Linked DNA regions of Mus musculus: all the other regions are linked to region 3. The links are chromatin contacts, called in public promoter capture Hi-C maps. All regions are on one chromosome and are shown on one strand. Each heading gives the region's core, a stretch centred on a gene start, on an enhancer-like site or on the middle of the called end of the contact. The rest is flanking DNA. Distances are from core to core; before and after follow the strand shown. Region 1 holds the start of Pnmal1 (PNMA-like 1). Region 2 holds the start of Ppp5c (protein phosphatase 5, catalytic subunit). Region 3 holds the start of Kptn (kaptin). Region 4 overlaps Prkd2 (protein kinase D2).

Region 1 (2,700 bases), core at 40-2,539, 840 kb before region 3:
TTTTTCTGCTTCCTCCTCCTGGAGCGAATCTTACCTCCAGGCCTGCGAACTAGAGGTTTTGGAGGGTCACCATGGTCCTCTGTGTTCTTCCAATAGTTTCGGTCCTCCATCTTGAAAGCTGAGCCCACTTCGACGCCCAGCCCGGGTTCCTTCTTTACTCTCTTCCTCGCTGTGGAAGCCCAAGCCTCCATCAACTCAGCCTCAGCAGCCTCCTCAGCCCTTGCTTCTTCATCCCGACTACGGATTGCAGCATCCATGTAGAATATGACCTGTACTACTGCACCCAGGAGCAACCCCAGGGCTTCTGCCCAGTTCGGTGGAGGCTGGTTTGAATTCGGTAGCGGTGGGTTAGGGTTAAGCTTCAAGAGGCGCACCATATCCTCCCAAGTGCGTCCTTCGCCATCCAAGAATTCGTTCAGATTTTTTAAAAAGTCGTCGTCCTGGGTGGGATCCCTGCAGACCACTCTCCAGACACCGCCCCTCCCTGGGAACTCCCGGGGTATAGAGCTCAGATTCACACCCTCGCTAACCTCAACTAGAGCAGCCTTCACGTTCTCTTGCCTCAAAAAAATTTTGTTGAGCACACGGTATGTGCCCAGTGGCAAGAGGACCCCATTCAAGGTCTCCTCAATTTCTGCGTGGCTACAGTACTCAGGGATCCCAGTGACCAACAGGGATCTGTGGATGTCCATTCCCATGCCCCTGCACCAATCTTCCAGCAGGGTCATGGCCACGGGCTCCGACATCTTTCTGCTCTACCTGTTCGTGAAAGAAAGGGGGTGGAGGTAAAGTAAGGCTCCCCAAATATGAATCCTGCAAAGTAACAAGGCAGTGAGGTCAAATCCCCTGGAAGATGGACAGGAATATAGGTCTCCCCTGACTCCTCCACAGCTTTGGCCTTACACAACGCCTCGTCCATAGCGCCTCTCCTCCCCGCTACCCCCCACCCCCGCTCCCAGGATCCTCCTTCCCAGCCTGGGCCCCTGGTGCTCACGTGTCCTGAATATGGTTCCTGGAGCCTGGCGCTCCACAGGTTCACAGGGATATTCTGGCCTCCCCCGCTTCTGACAACTCACCCAGGTCAAAGCTAGGAGCCTGGAGCACAGCTGCTTTCCCAAGCGCAGGCTCTGGCCCCAAAGAGGCCAGGACTCCGTCCCTATGCTTCAGCTCCAGTCAGCACAGGTCACACAGCCTTGATCTATACCGAGCTGGCCAGCTGGCGTTGAAGATCACTCATGCGCACTTGCTTCCTGCACAAGGTCCTCAGATCCGCATCCCCGGCGGTCTCCATGGCAACAGTCCATTGGTTGCTAAGCATCATCCTAGCCTGCTGTGTGTGGGCTCTGCAATCAAACTTAACATGGAAGACAGACAAAAGATGCGACTGCTGTGACTGCTTAGGTGTTCATTGGGCAAAAAGTTCACATTGTGCATCCCTCCAGAGCCGTTTCTCCACCACGGACTACTTTTTCTCTTTAAATACACACACACACACACACACACACACACACACACACACACACATAAACATATATATATATATATATATATATATATATATATATATATATCCCACCCTCACCCACAAGGCAGGGTCCTGTGTAGCCCTGCCTGGCTTGGAGCTCACAGAAACCTACCTGTCTCTACTTCCTGAGTGCTAGAATTAAAGTCTTGTGCCTCCATGTCTGGAAACTTTTATAATTAATTGTTGTTGTTGTTGTTGTTTTATAATGTGTTGTTGTGGTGGTGGGGATCCAATATCCCCTTCTGGCTTTGACAGGCACTACACTCACATAAAAGAAACACACACATAGATGAAAATTTTTAAAAAAATTAAAAGCTCTAGTAAAGAAAGTAATTTATTTCTCAATCCAGTATTTATTTCCCAGATAGACTATACTGTGGAATTCCTTATACAAAGCAAATGTGTATCGTCTGTACAGCTAGAGTTCCATGGTCCTCACGTCCCTTTGTCTGTATTCTCTAACATGGAAAAGGTGGATTGGGAGCGATGGGGAGGAGAGATGCCTCACAGGGACCCCGTGGCTTGGAGGATGTATCTATGGGCAAGGTCAAGTGCAGCCAGGAGGAAGGGCAGTGCAGGAAGTCATCTCCCTAGATAAGTGGGATCTTGCAGTTCTGTGTGCTCTTCAAGGCCATCTGCTGCAGGATGGATGTGGCTAAACCATGGGGACCTCTGGGAGCCCTGAACCTCCTTCTTGACTTCACAACTCCTGGGAGGGTGTGTGGTCACTCCATGGTATGTGAGGTAGTAGCAGGGTGGCATTATTCAAATCATCTTTCACCTTCAGATTCATTCTCCTATCAACAACAATCTCAAAAAAAAAAAAAAAGATGGAAACAAATCCTTAGGGGTTTGTTTGTTTGTTTGTTTTAATGAATGGCGGCTCTTTTCCTTCGTGACTTAGTAAAATAGATGACCCTTTCTATAATAACAAAGCCACTAGCCTTGGGAGAAGAGTAAGTTGGGTCATGTTGCCTGGGTGACTTGCCCAGGAAACGGGTCCGTGAACACAGCACTAGTGAAGAAGGGAAGCTTTTCCAGGGGACTTTTTGTGGTGTGGAATGGTGATGATGGTGATGTTGGTGATGGAGATGAAGAAGAATAAGAAGATGATGATAGAATACGAAGTAATTGGGGCGAGCCGGACAGTGGTGGCACATGCCTTTAATCCCAGC
Region 2 (2,700 bases), core at 20-2,519, 910 kb before region 3:
AGGCTGCGGCGGGTGCCAGTTTTACAGTATTCCAGCAAGATGCCTCTGACTGCCATATGGAAGGTAAACTGGAGGAGGGAGGATGAACGCAAGCATCAGAGGAGGCTGAAGCTCTGATCCAGGCACAGGAAATGCAAGCAGCAACAGTGTCATTTAAAAGATCCCTTTGGGGCTGGGGTGTTGTGGCACACGCCTTTAATCCCAGCACTTGGGAGGCAGAGTTAGGCGAATTTCTGAGTTCAAGGCCAGCCTGGTCTACAGAGTGAGTTCCAGGACAGCCAGGGCTACACAGAGAAACCCTGTCTCGGAAGAAAAAAAAAAATCCCTTTGGTGTGGTTGTTTGTATTCGGAACAGCGTCTCAGGTATCCCAGGCTGGCCTTGAACCTGAAATTCTGATACTGTTGCCTCCACCTATCAAGCCTTCAAATTACTGAGGTGCACCTTTCAGCCTGATTTATATAGTGCTGGAATTGGAACTCAAGCCTGGAGCACTCTAGACAAGTACTCTACCAACTGAGCTACATCCATGACCCTTTAAAAGGTTTTTTCTAGGACTTGACATGATGATGCAAAGCTTTAATCCCAACACTTGGGAGGTACAGGCAGCTGGGTCTTTGAATTCAAGGCCAGCCTGGTTTATATAGCAAGTTCCAGGCTAGCCAGGGTTGCATAATTAAATCCTATCTCAAAATAAAAAAATAAAATAAATTAATAAGGATGCTGTTGGGCTCGGAACAAACATGGTACAATTGAGACTTGTCAAGACTTGAAGATCGGGATGCCTTGTTAATAATTCAAAAAGAGCCTTGATTTGCAACGTTCAAGTTTTATTTTGTTTGCTTGAGAAACTACCCATTTTCCAAAAGGGTTACTGAGGAGACAAGAGATAAACTTGTTCAAGGTCACACGAGTAATTGGCAGCACCCAGCTCCAGAGCAAACTCCGGGTTGGGCAGGGTGCTGGTTTGAAAGCAGCCCCACCCGCCGGAGGCAACGCAACCCAATCACCAACCCTAAAGGAAGCCGGGATCTCCAAGAAACTTTTGCAGCCTCGCAACTTTGGGAGTAGGCGCCCTCCCGGCCTGCCCCCATCCACAAGGCCCCTTCTCTCCTTTCTGATTGGCTACTTCTACAAGTACAAGTACGGTCTGGATACCCTCTGGTCACCTTGTCCTCCCGGCGCTCTGGGGGCGGGGGCGGGGGGGGGGGGAAGTTGGGGGGGACGCCGCGCAGGCGCGTCAGGAGTGCCTTTGGGGCCCGCGCTTTACGACACTTGTGCGGCAGCGGCGGCGGTCACTCGGCACTCCTTCGCGACGGTTCGGCCTGGTGCCGCGAGCGGCCGTTGCCAGGGTGGGGGTCGCTTTGCGGCATGGCGATGGCGGAGGGCGAGCGGACTGAGTGTGCTGAGACCCCCCGGGACGAACCCCCGGCCGATGGCACTCTGAAGCGGGCAGAGGAGCTCAAGACACAGGCCAACGACTACTTCAAAGGTGCGCCCGGCCCGGACGGGGTGAGGGAGGGTGGACAGCGGCCCAGGCTGTGGGGGTGCCAGGCCCGGCGGGGAACCATGGCAACGCGGAGCGGCAGCCTGGGCGCCGGGCAAGCACTACAGAGTAGCCAGGCGCGAGGAGGAGGCTCAGGCTGGACGACAGACTGGGGAGAGCTGCTGAGAAGTGGATACCAAGCAGAAGCCACTCACTGGGGAGACTGAGGCAGGCGCTGCTACACGATAGGGGAAAAGCAGGGGGCCGACATGTGAGTGCTACCAAATGTGAGACCTGGACAGAGGTGCTAAATGGTGGTCAGACCTGAAGAGGGCGCTACCAAATAGTGACATGTGTTTAGGGCAGTGATGGCGCTGCCGAGTGGGGAGGCCTGAGATGAGTATGACCGAGAAGAGAAGGCCCAATAGAGAAGGGAATTATGGGGATGGAGGTAGATAATTATATTGGAAGGCGATTTGGGGTGATCCAAGGAAACGAGTAGGGTGGAGAGGTGGAGCAGGAACGAATAGGGTGATCTTGGGCTAAGAGTGCCATGTGGGAGGACATGTCTCCGTTCATTCATTCTTTCAGTACACTTGTATTAAATAAGTGTCATGTGCTACACGGCCTGTGCTTGGCTCTGAGGCTGCAGCGATGAATGCAACACATGACTCGGATTTAAGCAGAACCAATCATTGCAAACTTGTGATGATCACTTTGGGTCAAGGTGACAACACAGGAAATACAGCTTAGAGTCTGCTTTCGATGGTGAGGTCGGGAGTGCCTGGAGAAAGAGGCTTTTTGAGGCGAATTGACAAGGAGTTTTACACGTGGGTCCTGACCACTGAGTTTGTGTGAAGACCCTGGGGTGGAGAGTGATTGAAAACAGACTGGCTTGGCTGGAGTTTGAGGAAACTGGGGGTACGAGGGGAAGACTGATACAAGAGAAGATTAAGATAAGGGGACAGAGCATGCAAAATCTGAATTCGTCACAAAGATGAGTTTTGGGTTTCCTTCGCTGTCCGAAAAGGGACATTGAGTGGGTAGATGGGACCAGTCTGGACTGGAGAAAATTTTGAGTGTAACCAGCCTATGGTTGGAGGTGCCCTGGGAATGGATGAAGTCACCAGAGAGTGGGATCTAGAGAGAACCTAGGATGGAGTTTTCATGTTTACAGCGGAAAAGGGGCTACTGAGGAGAAGTGACTGAGGTGGAA
Region 3 (2,700 bases), core at 54-2,553:
TGTAACCATCTTGGCTGCATTCACTCTGAAAAGCACCACGAGAACCAGACTGGTGATGGCAGGTGTGTGGATTCCAGTCTGCTAAAGCTCAGTGAAACCCCACTTCCCGGCTATACTTCCCATCACCTTTTGGGCCCCTAACACTACCTGTTTCCAATCCTTAGTAGAGGAAAAGCCTTTTGTTTTCCAGATAGGGCAAAAGCCTCTGAGTGCAAGGAAAGGGTAGGAGAGCATGGGTGCCCAGGGTCACTCACTCTGCGTGGCACAGCTGGAAAGGTGTGAACTGGAGTTCCAAATTCAGGCAGCTCTCTGCAGAAGGACACAAGTTAAGCCCAGCAGCCCCTGGCAGCCCCAGCTACGCTCTCCCCTAAGCCCCACTCACCTGCAATAGAGTCCAGGTTGTACTCTGAGCCAGGCTCATAGTCACAGTAAATGTTAAGAAACGGACTGCCCTTGTCTCCTGAGTCCTGGGGGTGGAAACTTCTCTCAGGGGAGGTAGGGGAGGTGACAGGCATTTGGAGTAGATTCAGAGCACTTGAGAGAGACTTGGTGGGATCCACAGTGACTAAGGAGGAGGGCGTGGACAGGTGGAGGGTGCTGTGGTACCTTTATAAAAGTGATGCCCACAACCAGGCCCCGTTTTGGGGGTGACTTGTTGAAAGTGTCGATGGAGACGATCTCAGCATCCACTATGAGGGGAGTTCAAAGTTCACTGATTAGGCAGGTCTCCACTCTTGCAGCCTAACCACACTAACTTCATACCACAGCAGATGCAGGCGTCTGACCGCTATCATCATGACCTCTGAACACCGACTACTATGCTGTTGATAACTTATGTTTGCGGAATCCTGAACCCTAACTACTTTCAGGCCATGATGACCACTGTCTCGAACCCTAATGATTATCAGTTTTGACCCTGACCTCGCAACACAGTGACAATCTTAGAATCCTCAACACCAGACTCTAGTCCCGCCCCAGGCACCACAGCGCCACGCACCGGGAATGTAGTTGAATTGCAGCTCTTTAGCCACAGGCCGGATTTTCTGTCGGAGGTCTTGATAGCGGAAGCCGAGCACCTTGCCTTTAAGAGTGGCGGCCAGCAACTCCCCTCGCCCGTCCGCGCCTCCAGCAAGCCCGTACACGTTGCTTTGCGACGAGAAGCGCGTGAAGCTGTCCTCCAGCAGTGGACAAGGTCCCTCTGCCACGGCCGCCTCCCCCATCCTGGCCCTCCGCGATCGGTCCCAGATGGCCTGATGCTCCCCAACCTGTCAGGAAACCTCCACTAGCGCATACTGATGACGTCAAGAAGCTGCGGTTACTGCCCTCTACAAATATGGCGCTTGGTTCCTTGACTGGGCGGCCCAGACAAAATTGCCCTTCTGCAACTGAGTGTTCTGTCCTTGCCCATTTCGGAGCTATGGAGAGGGCCTTCCAGGATTTGAGATGGGGGAATGGAGGCGTCTCTGGGCCTCTCTGAAAGCAGTGTGTAAAGGAGAATAAGTATCACCCTGAACTGTGGGTGGGCACACACTCCTGTGAGTACAGCACTTGGGAAGTGGAGGCAGTCGCAGCAGTTTCAACCCTTCTACAAAGTTAGAGGCTAAGCTTAAGTAATAAGTAGTTTTCAGGCCCGTCGGTCTGCAGGAGACACTCCCAGCCCCCAACTTCTGTCTCTCTCTACACACACATGCACTCCTATAAATACACTCATTCTCCAACAAAAACTATCTGAACAACAAAACAATTATAAAACCTAATTACTACCCTTTTGGATAAGCACATTCGATCTGCCAATTTATTTAAACTCATAAGCAAGCTGAAGTGGAGGCACATATCTAAACTTTTTACTTTTAGAGACAGGATCTTACTCCATAGCCTTGGCTGAACCAATAATTTACAAATCAGGCTGGCAACAAACTTGTGACAATCCTCTTACCTCTGTATGCCACGTGCCAAGAACACAGGCGTGCCCTTCTAAAGTAGGTATTCTTAATATTTTTAAAACACTTATGTGTATGTTTCTGTATGGGCACATGTACCATGGCATGTGATCAGAGAACAACTCTGGGAGTCAGTTCCCTTCACCTTCTGGGTCTCAGCAATTGAACTGCTTAGGCATGGTAGCAAGCACCAGTATCTGCTGAGCCATCTTGCTGGCCCTAAGGTACTCTTGAATCTATTATATAGGCCAACTGAGTTAAGTAAATTCTTTAAGCAATATTATCTTTAAAACAGTAAAGTGTATTCTTGTACCAGGGAAAAGATCAGTTAACCTGTCCATCCTGATGGCAGAAGAGACTACCTGCTTTAGTGAACATTCATAGTGACAGTCTGCAGGACCCATGGCTACCTTGTCCACTCACACTGCTCCTGGTGCCATCACACCCTTTAGAGAGTCCCTCACAAACTTCTCACCAGAACTATGCAAAGAGCTTTACAAAGTTTGAGCCCGACGCTGAGGGAGAGCAGGATCTGGACTGAGGTTTCTGTGATGGAGGGCTTACCAGCCAGGTGCTATGAGGCCTTTCAGGGGGTCTGGATCTGCCACTTCAATCAACTCCAGCACCTGGGATGCATAGCCTCAGACACAAAGCAGGCTCCGTAGATATGCCAAAACCCTGCCGACTCTAGGCCAGATAGATGGCATAGGTGATAAGGATGCTTGCTATGCAAGCCTCACAGCAACCCAAGCCCAACCTG
Region 4 (2,700 bases), core at 98-2,597, 730 kb before region 3:
GCTGCTTCTTTTCCCACTGAGTTTACAGACTTTCGTAGCAAGGAAGATATTGTTTTGAGTGTTTGTGTGAATATGGAGCACACGCACATGCGTGTGGGCGTGTGTAGGGGGTGGTGGGTTCTGTGGGTTCTGTTCCACCTCTGGAATGTGGAGGACGGCAACTCTGCGAAGTCAGTTCTCTCCATCCACCTTTATGTGGCTATAGGGATCAAACTCAGGTCAGCTTTCTCGGGAAACATCTTTACCTTTGGAGCCATCTTGATAACCTGGCTCCACTTTTTTTTTTTCTTTTTTTTTTTTTTTAAAGATTTGTTTATGAGCTGGAGAGATGGCTCAATGGTTAAGAGCACTGACTTCTCTTCAGAGGTCTTGAGTTCAATTCCCAGCAACAACATGGTGGCTCACAACCATCTGTAATAATGAGATCTGACGCCCTCTTCTGGTGTGTCTGAAGACAGGGACGGTGTACATACATACATTAAATAAATAAATAAATCTTTAAAAAAATTATTTATTTTAGTTGGGCATAGGAGTTCATGCTTTTAGTCCCAATACTCAGAAAGTGAATCTCTGAGTTCGAGGCCAGCCTGGACTACAGAGCAAGTTCCAGGATAACCTGGGCTACATAGAAAAAGACTGTCTTAAAAACAAACAAACAAACAAACAAAACAAAAAAGACCTATTTATTTATATTACGTGTCTAAGTGTTTTGCTTGTATAGCATGGTACCTAAAAGAGTCAGAAGAGGATGTCAGATCCCTTGAAGTGGATGGTTGGGCCACGTGGGTACTGGGAACTGACCCAGGTTCTCTGCAAAAGCAGCCATCTCTCTAGCCCCTGGCTCTGCTTTCTGAGATAGTCTCATGTGTCCTAGGCTAGTACTGATTTCCCTGCCCAGCCTTCTGAGTACTTGACTTCAGGTGGGCTCTGCACCGCTCAGTTTATATGGTGCTAGAGGTTGCCCAGGACTTTCTGCCGGCTAGACAAACGCTGTACCAACTGAGCCACATCCCCAGCAGGAAGATGATTCTGGAAAGGGCCAGGGTGTGAAGCTATAGGCTTAGGCTTAGCTCTGGCCTGGAAGCAGAGCACATGGCTACCATACAAAAGGCCCTGGGTTCCAACCCCAATACTATATTATTAAGTCAGGCTGCCTAGCAAGTACCTAACCTCTTTGTGCCTCAGTCTCTAGCTCTCCAAGGACTGAGGCACAGAGCCTGGCTTACGGAGGACCTGTGGTCAGTGCTAAATGGCAGCTAATCTAGTGACTGTGGAACGCAGTGACTTAACAGCTCTGAAGGCCAAGCTCCCATTTGGCCACACAGTTGCACTTTCACCTCTATTGCAAAACCGGCCACCTTTCTTGGAGCCTAGCTCAAATTGGCATGGCACTGTATCTTCTCTACCCAACCCCTCACAGCAGCGGCTGAGATTCACAGTTTGTGTTGTTTTTCTTTCAAACACCAGTAAATTGCCCTTGAACTTTAAGAAGAAAGGAAACAAAACAAGACCTTTTTAATGACTGAGGAAGAATTCAATTTTAAGTTGGCAATTTACGGGCTATGGTGCCACACCAGTAATCAAAGCACTTGGGAGATAGAGGCAGAAGCATGAGTTCAAGGACAGCCCAGACAACTTGAAACATGGTCCTGAAAAAGTGGTGGCGCATGCCTTTAATCCTAGCACTTGGGAGGCAGAGGCGGGCGGATTTCTGAGTTTGAGGACAGCCTGGGCTACACAGAGAAACCCTGCCTCAAAACAAACAAACAAACAAAAGAAGGGGAGGGGAGGGGAGGGGAGGGGAGGGGAGGGGAGGGGAGAGGAGAGAGGAGAGAGGAGAGAGGAGAGAGGAGAGAGGAGAGAGGAGAGAGGAGAGAGGAGAGAGGAGAGAGGAGAGAGGAGAGAGGAGAGAGGAGAGAGGAGAGAGGAGAGAGGAGAGAGGAGGAGAGAGGAGGAGAGGAGAGAGGAGAGAGGAGAGAGGAAGAGAAGAGAAGAGAAGAGAAGAGAAGAGAAGAGAAGAGAAGAGAAGAGAAGAGAAGAAAAGAAAAGAAAAGAGAAAGCCCAAAAGAGGGTCAGGGAGAGGCTAGGGATGTAGCTCAGTGGTACAGTGCTTGCCTGGTACGAATGGAGTTTGACCCCAGCACCACATAAACTGGGCATGGCGGTTCAACCTTGCAATCTAAGTCACTGGGAGGAAGAGCCAAGAGGATCAGAAGTTCACACTCAGGTTGAGGCCAGTGTAGGTTATATGAAACTAAGCTTCAGAAAGAAAGAAAGCAACAACAACAAAAACAGCACTGGAGAGACTGCTCAGTTGTTAAAAGCACGGACGGCTCTTCCCGAGAACCTGGGTTTGGTTTCCTTCACCCACGTGAAGGCTCACAACTGTCTATGGCTCCAGTTCCAAGGTACCTGGCACCCTCTTATGGTCTCCATGGAAAGTGCACACATGCAGTACACAGCTGAATACACACACAAAAGCATCCATACATCACCCCTGCCCCACAAAGCCCATGGTCTTTCTGTGTAGCCCTGGCTGTCCTGGAACTCACTCTAAGACCAGGCTGGCTTTGAACTCAGAAACCTGCCTGCTTCTGCCTCCCAAGTGCTGGGACTAAAGGCCTGCTCAGCTCACATACACCTTTTTTTTTTTTTTGTTTTAAACAGAAGAGAAGCAAGAGAGAGAGGACCCAAAGATAA

What was found. Promoter capture Hi-C pulls out the DNA fragments that hold promoters and counts their contacts. Capture Hi-C pulls out chosen DNA fragments and counts their contacts.
Region 1: a promoter capture Hi-C map of frontonasal cranial neural crest shows a contact between it and region 3. The contact joins the promoter of Pnmal1 here to the promoter of Kptn in region 3. A contact is called at or near these places in 5 of 39 promoter capture datasets (cranial neural crest, frontonasal cranial neural crest, neural stem cells and 2 more) and 1 of 115 datasets of contacts at active chromatin or transcription factors (bone marrow-derived macrophages).
Region 2: a promoter capture Hi-C map of adipose tissue shows a contact between it and region 3, with 2.4 times the contacts expected there. The contact joins the promoter of Ppp5c here to the promoter of Kptn in region 3. A contact is called at or near these places in 2 of 39 promoter capture datasets (cranial neural crest and maxillary cranial neural crest) and 1 of 9 other capture datasets (adipose tissue).
Region 4: a contact with region 3 is called in a promoter capture Hi-C map of liver, with 2.7 times the contacts expected there. The contact joins the enhancer-like site here to the promoter of Kptn in region 3. A contact is called at or near these places in 3 of 39 promoter capture datasets (hippocampal neurons and liver) and 2 of 9 other capture datasets (adipose tissue and pancreatic islet).

What each region holds. Positions count from the first base shown.
Region 1 is chr7:16,958,268-16,960,967 of GRCm38.p6, reverse strand. It overlaps Pnmal1 (PNMA-like 1), which reads right to left and starts at 1,289. Exons shown (of 3, transcript NM_001007569.2): 1 at 1,077-1,289; 2 at 1-759. The coding sequence starts at 746.
Region 2 is chr7:17,026,483-17,029,182 of GRCm38.p6, reverse strand. Ppp5c (protein phosphatase 5, catalytic subunit) reads left to right here and starts at 1,269. Exons shown (of 13, transcript NM_011155.2): 1 at 1,269-1,490. The coding sequence starts at 1,370.
Region 3 is chr7:16,118,479-16,121,178 of GRCm38.p6, reverse strand. It overlaps Kptn (kaptin), which reads right to left and starts at 1,303. Exons shown (of 12, transcript NM_133727.2): 1 at 998-1,303; 2 at 607-689; 3 at 383-467; 4 at 255-309. The coding sequence starts at 1,220.
Region 4 is chr7:16,850,463-16,853,162 of GRCm38.p6, reverse strand. The region is part of intron 8 of Prkd2 (protein kinase D2); the gene reads right to left. Among named protein-coding and RNA genes, the nearest start is that of Prkd2, 8.9 kb to the right of the region's middle. Within about 2 kb of position 1,347, at least 8 of the 459 cell types and tissues checked have an H3K27ac peak or open chromatin away from gene starts, as enhancers often do. A contact at or near this core is called in adipose tissue and liver, where this site is marked.